Linked DNA regions of Mus musculus: region 1 is linked to region 2. The links are chromatin contacts, called in public HiChIP or PLAC-seq maps. All regions are on one chromosome and are shown on one strand. The core of a region is the stretch at or near the end of the contact, and the rest is flanking DNA. Distances in the headings are between cores, read along the strand shown.

Region 1 (3,261 bases), core at 298-2,797, 520 kb before region 2:
TATCTCCTCAGACCATATCATCACCTCCCTCGAGACTTCTGAAAATCCATTACTTTATTCAAGTCCCTCACTCTAGGAAAGGTCGCACATAGCTAGCATGTGAGAGTGGCCTCCTCTCTCATACAATCTGACATCCCTCATTGCTCAGGGTATGAGAGGAAGAAGCCCTCTGGCTTGCCCAGCCTCACTCTTCCCGGTTCTTTGGTCCCAACATCTTGTGTGAACTCCACTTATGGGAAGATTCATCAGTTCTTCATACCCCTTCCAGAAGGTTCTGGGGTGGCATTCCATGAAGGGCTCAGTAGTCCTGTGCAATGGACAGGGCCATTTGCTAGTTACAAAGCCGCGGGTAGGAGGAGGACAGCAGTTGGACATTGATCTAGGAGGGAGGAGGGATAAAGAAAAAGGAACACGTCCTAAGGTCCAGGAAGCTTGGGCCCTCTGGAACCAACTCACCCTGGCCCTAGGAATCTGGTAGTGTTAGTGCTCTTGCTGCTTTGGACATTCTGGTTCACTTCCCCTGACCTGACATGTGGTACCCAAGATGTATCCCAAATGAGCTTAGGGGTCCTTTTGTCCAAGATATCCAAGTGAGAGCACGACTTCTGGTATCTGGGGGAGACTTTGTAGTGTCGAGCGAAGTCGAGCAAAGTCGTCTTTACTTCTGACCCGGGACCTGTAGGATGGGGCAGCAATGAGGGCTTTCAGGGATGGTAAGACTGGAAAGTTGTCTGTCTGTCTGTCTGTCTGTCTGTCTATATCCACCCACCTCCCACCCCCTGGTCACCTCCTGCAGACATTAAGACTGTTTTGAAAGAGCGCTAGCCATAGAATTTTACAAGAGTATCAATTCCCTGTGTGGCTTCTGATTGTTCATTCCTCTTTAAGCTGTAGAAGGGATCCAGAAATGGAAAGGAGCAAGTCTGATGTGCTGGGAAGAAAAATTCTACCAGAGGCGGGAATCTTACTTAGAGCCGCCATGCAGAAGAGGGCGCTGGGTGGGGCCCACCTCCTCGGCGCGTTGGGCGTCGCCGCTTTAAGACCGCGGCGGCGCGAGCAGGTCTATGGTAATGAGCCGCCGCCACCACCGCCGCTGCTCTGCAGAGCTCGCCCGCCCGCCCGGGAGGCGAGGGAACGCGGGTCTGGGCCCGGGACCCCGGCGACCGGTAGCTGCCGCGGCGGGGACGCAGGGCGCGAGCGGGTGGCGCAGGGCCATCGTTGGCAGCCGGGCCCGGGCCGGAGCGTGAGGCTCCGCAGACGCAGGTGGGCGACCTTACGCGGGCGGAGGGGACATTCTGGGGCTCGGGACCGGGGGACCCGGCAGAGCCAGAGATCCTCGCGGCCCGCGGGCGCAGGTAGAGAACGCTCAGAGCGCAGGTGGAAGCGCAGCGTGAACCCGCAGTGGTCGCGGCGACTCGGGAGCGGGCCCGGCTTCGAGAGTGGTGGGAGCCCGGCGCATCGTGGGCTAAGAGCGCGGCCCCGCCGAGCCATCTGGGTGCAGGCCCAGTGGGACGTACAGGTGGCCCCCGGGGACCCGCGCCCCGGCCCGGGCATGAGGCGCGGCGGGGCCGGCAGGAGCCGGAGGAAGAGCCGCCGCGGCTGTTGACCCGGCTGGCCGGGAACAGGGAGAGATGCGGAGCCGGGCTGCCAGCGCCCCCCTCCCAACGCCGCTGCTGCCGCTGCTACTGCTGTTGCTGCTGCTGCCACCGTCGCCACTACTGGGAGATCAAGTGGGGCCCTGTCGTTCTCTGGGATCCGGGGGACGCAGCTCCTCTGGGGCCTGCGCCCCCGTGGGCTGGCTCTGCCCAGCCTCTGCTTCGAACCTCTGGCTCTACACCAGCCGCTGCAGAGAATCGGGCATTGAGCTGACCGGCCACCTGGTGCCCCACCACGATGGCCTGAGGGTTTGGTGTCCAGAATCAGGGGCTCATATCCCTCTTCCGCCATCCTCTGAAGGCTGCCCCTGGAGCTGTCGTCTCCTGGGTATCGGAGGACACCTTTCTCCACAAGGCACGCTGACCCTGCCTGAAGAGCACCCTTGCTTAAAGGCCCCACGGCTCAGATGCCAGTCTTGCAAGCTGGCACAGGCCCCAGGGCTCAGGGCTGGGGAAGGCTCACCAGAGGAATCTCTGGGTGGGCGCAGGAAAAGGAATGTGAATACAGCTCCCCAGTTCCAGCCTCCCAGCTACCAGGCCACAGTGCCTGAGAACCAGCCTGCTGGTACCTCTGTTGCATCCTTAAGAGCCATTGATCCAGATGAGGGTGAGGCGGGTCGACTTGAGTACACCATGGATGCCCTCTTTGATAGCCGCTCCAATCATTTCTTCTCCTTGGACCCAATCACCGGTGTTGTCACCACAGCTGAGGAGCTGGATCGGGAGACCAAGAGCACCCACGTCTTCAGGGTCACTGCACAGGATCACGGTATGCCCCGACGGAGTGCCTTGGCCACGCTTACCATCTTGGTGACCGACACCAACGATCACGACCCTGTTTTTGAGCAGCAAGAGTACAAGGAGAGCCTCAGGGAGAACCTGGAGGTTGGCTATGAGGTGCTTACAGTCAGGGCCACCGACGGCGACGCCCCTCCCAATGCCAACATTCTGTACCGCCTGCTGGAGGGGGCCGGAGGCAGCCCCTCAGACGCCTTTGAGATCGATCCTCGCTCGGGGGTGATCCGAACCCGCGGCCCTGTAGACCGGGAGGAAGTGGAATCCTACAAGTTAACAGTGGAGGCGAGTGACCAGGGCCGGGACCCAGGCCCGCGGAGTTCCACAGCCATTGTTTTCCTGTCGGTGGAGGATGATAATGACAACGCCCCCCAGTTTAGCGAGAAGCGTTATGTGGTCCAGGTGCGGGAGGATGTGACCCCAGGAGCCCCAGTTCTCCGAGTCACCGCCTCCGATAGAGACAAGGGCAGCAATGCCCTAGTGCACTACAGCATCATGAGTGGCAATGCTCGGGGCCAGTTCTATCTGGATGCTCAGACTGGAGCCCTGGATGTGGTAAGCCCACTCGACTATGAGACAACCAAAGAGTATACGCTTCGGATCCGGGCTCAGGACGGTGGCCGTCCTCCACTCTCCAATGTCTCTGGCCTAGTAACAGTGCAAGTCCTAGACATCAACGATAACGCCCCCATCTTTGTCAGCACCCCTTTCCAGGCCACCGTCCTAGAGAGTGTCCCTTTAGGCTACCTTGTTCTGCACGTCCAGGCAATTGATGCTGACGCTGGTGATAACGCCCGCCTCGAGTATAGCC
Region 2 (3,487 bases), core at 833-3,332:
TCAACACATGGCTCAATGGGGGTGAATAGAGTTTGATTCCCAGGTCCCACATTAATGTAGAAGTCTTTGGACTTCTACACACACTGGCCCCTTCCCCCAATAGCTATAGTCAGGGCCTGGACCAGTGATGGACACACTCTAGGCAGCTTCTTTCTGCCTTTAATTGGAGAAGGCAGGATGGAGAGCTGGGGCTTTGGAAAGGAGGAGGAGCTAACACCAGACTTACAGGACAAACCACACCAAAAAATAGAGTCTGTTTCTAATCCTTCCAGTTTGGGTTGATAGAAAGATGGCAACCATAGAAGCGAGCAGAATAATCCTTAGCACTTTGGCCTGAAACCCAACAAAGGTGATTCCAGATGAGGAAACTTACGTGGTTAGAATTGTAGCAGAGGCGAACCAGCTGCATGCGGAAGTCCATGATCTGGTTCTCCATGATGTCTACTCGTATCTTTTCTTCTTCAGTGTCACCACCTGCAGCCAGATGGCAACAAATCACCCTCAGGATTGCCAACCTCCAGGTGAGCCAACTGCCTCCTCCCTCCTATCCCCTTCAGCCCACTCACACATGTTGTGCTTGCGTGCGATGTATCTCAGGATGGCGTTACTCTGGGTGATCTTGTTCTTCCCGTCCATGAGGTAGGGCAGCTAGAAGGGGAAAGTTAATGTGAACCTAGTCCTCCAGGACCGCCACTCCTCTGGAAAAGAGAAGACTTGCAAGGTGTGTGAGAGTAGAAGCCAGGAGAAATAACTAAATAAATAGAAAGTAGCACTGGGTCCTCACCTGACTCTAGACAAGGGTGCTTAATCCTGTGTGTCACTGTGAATGTATGTGTGGCATATAGACGTTTAAAAAGCAAAATGTAAATATTTTATACCTTAAAGTATGTAAAAGTAGGGTGATTATGGATACATTTAAAAAAAAAATAGGTGTTTTAACAACCAGGACACATGAGGATACATTTAGGATACCATGAAAATACCTGGAATCTATCAGTGATAAAGTCACAGACCTGGCTATCAACTCATGTCTCTTATAGCCTGCCTTTAAGAGGAGAATATTAGTGTTTCTCAGACGTTAGTAGGAAATAAAATGTTATTCTCAGTTCTGTTCAATGACCCTTGAATTCTATCCATTCTATAAACGTGAAGAGTCTCTATCTAGATGCTCCCAAGCCAGAGATGAAGTGAAAACAGATACACTTGAAGGCCTTCCCTTCTGCCCACTCCTCCAAAACCACCTACGTTAGGAAAGTCCAGATCTAGCTTGAATTTCACGTCCAGCCATTGGCTTCTATCATAGTCAGGAGCTGTAAGAGAGAAGTGGGACCCAAGCCCGTTACCGACCTAGCTGAGACTTAGACCTGTTATCTCAAGTTCCCAATCCCCAAAAACTAACCCTTGAGTTTCTGCAAAGATGGGCCTGAACAGCAAGAGATAACTCTATGGGCCTCTCTTGGCAAAGTTCCCAGCTTACAGGAGCAGGGGGTCCCACACCATCTTGGTGTGGTACAACCCTCTGGGTAAAAAACAACTGTAGCGCACCCACAGACATTCATTACCTTCCCCACAGATGTACCGTTTCTCCTCATAGCTGGTATCAGTAAACTCCAGAAGCATGCGGATAGCATGAGCCAGCTAAAAGCAGGGGATGGAGAAAGACCCCGGTCAGCGCGCCTGCGCAGTGCCCACTTGCTCGCAGGCCCCCTCCGTCAATGTCCCCAACCCAACGCTGCCAAGCTCCTGCGTCCTGTCCAGGGAAATTGTCCTTAGGCAGCCCCTTCGCTCACGCCCGGGAACTTCCAGTACCTTATTCCTCTACCCACAGTCCTGGGGACCCCATAGGTAGGCTGGAGATCGGCCCACCGGCCCCTGACCCCCGCCCGGCCGCCTGCACCTCTCTGTCCCAGAGGCTGGGCTGGCGAGGGACCACTCACCCCGCGGATATCCCAGTAACCCAGAACCATAGACTTGGATGACATTTTGGGCGATCTTAGCCCCTTCGGGGATACAGCGATGGACTGTGGGCGGCTAACTTTATACTGGACGCTGTGGGCCGGGCTGACGCGACCGAACTGTCTCCTCCTCTCTCGCTCTATGCTCCACCCGCCCTCCGCGTGGTCAGTGGGCGGTGCGCAGGCGCAGCTGCTGCGGCTCCTGAAATCCTCCGGTGTGAACTTCTCCCAGGGCTGTTGATGCTTCATCTACTCTTCTGGCAGTGGGGGCCTGGACCTTAGTTACCCGGGAAGCGTGAGTCATGTTGCACAGTTGAGCTGGCACATAAAACTACGAGGTAGGAAACGATTCAGGTATAAGGTACTTTGGGGATAGAAACATTTTCTATGTAAGATACAAATGGCTCTGTGAAGACTGAGGGAGGCTGGGGACACTAAACAGGTCCACTGTGAAAAAGGATAGGTCATGCACATTGGAAATGCCTCAAAGGACACTCCAGGAAAGAGGAGGGTAGAGCAAACACCGAAAGGTGACAAATAGCTATGCAAGATAAACAGCAGGTGCTGTCGAGTTAGGCTGGTTTATGGGAGGAGTCAAAACATTAAGCATTTGGGGCAGGTTGCAAAGGGTATGGACAGCCAGACAGACAGAGGGTGTGAGTGTTTTCTCTCTGCTCTGTGGGGAGTGTATAGGATCTAGATCATAATGTTCACTAGCAGTATAATGCAAGACAGACATATGATTGTTTTTAAATGGTTTGCTTCTAGTTTTTTTTTTTTTAAGGAGGCAATGAATCCATAGTATACTTACGTAGCCCAATATATACTGTTTCAGAATGTAGTATGAAAATTATTGAGATGTCTTCTATTTTTTTGTTTTAGTACCTTACATTTAAAACACAACTCCACTAAGGGTAACCTCATCTTTTAAAAAAGATTTATTTATTCATTTTATATATGTGAGTATACTGTCGCTCTCTCTCTTCAGTCACACCAGAAGAGGGCATTGGATCCCACTATAGACTGTTGTGAGCCACCTTGTGGTTGCTGGGAATTGAACTCAGGACCTCTGGAAGAGCAGTTGGTGCTCTTAACTGCTGAGTCATCTCTCCAGCCCCAGGTAACCTCATTCTGATGCTCAGGATCCACAAGTTAGTCGGAAAATGATAAGCATATTGTGGAGTAAAACAGCACAAAAGGGGAAAGGCCCCTTGCGGGTGGGACCATCCCTGGGCTGGGTGTCTTGGGTTCTATAAGAGGGCAGGCTGAGCAAGCCAGGGGAAGCAAGCCAGTAAGGAACAGCCCTTCATGGCCTCTTCATCAGCTCCTGCTTCCTGACCTGCTTGAGTTCCAGTCCTGACTTCTTTCAGTGATGAACAGCAATGTGGAAATGTAAGCTGAATAAACCCTTTCCTCCCCAACTGCTTCTTGGTCATGATGTTTGTGCAGGAATAGAAATCCTGACTAAGACACCAGGCCTCCCGGAGCCCCAAGTCTGGGTGTGGGAAATTATGTCTCCCCGTTAGTTTAAC

The links. HiChIP or PLAC-seq counts read pairs in DNA pulled down with a chosen protein or histone mark.
Region 1: a FOXA1 HiChIP or PLAC-seq map of pancreatic cancer cells shows a contact between it and region 2. The contact joins the promoter of Celsr2 here to the promoter of Gstm5 in region 2. A contact is called at or near these places in 2 of 115 datasets of contacts at active chromatin or transcription factors (bone marrow-derived macrophages and pancreatic cancer cells).

The regions. Positions count from the first base shown.
Region 1 is chr3:108,413,865-108,417,125 of GRCm38.p6, reverse strand. It overlaps Celsr2 (cadherin, EGF LAG seven-pass G-type receptor 2), which reads left to right and starts at 1,547. Exons shown (of 34, transcript NM_017392.4): 1 at 1,547-3,261. The coding sequence starts at 1,632. Gm52630 (a long non-coding RNA gene) reads right to left here and starts at 1,105. Exons shown (of 3, transcript XR_003954680.1): 1 at 969-1,105; 2 at 457-676; 3 at 37-307.
Region 2 is chr3:107,894,449-107,897,935 of GRCm38.p6, reverse strand. Gstm5 (glutathione S-transferase, mu 5) reads right to left here and starts at 2,082. Exons shown (of 8, transcript NM_010360.2): 1 at 1,938-2,082; 2 at 1,563-1,638; 3 at 1,246-1,310; 4 at 567-648; 5 at 374-474. The coding sequence starts at 1,982. It overlaps 4933431E20Rik (RIKEN cDNA 4933431E20 gene), which reads left to right and starts at 1,723. Exons shown (of 3, transcript NR_015459.1): 1 at 1,723-2,293.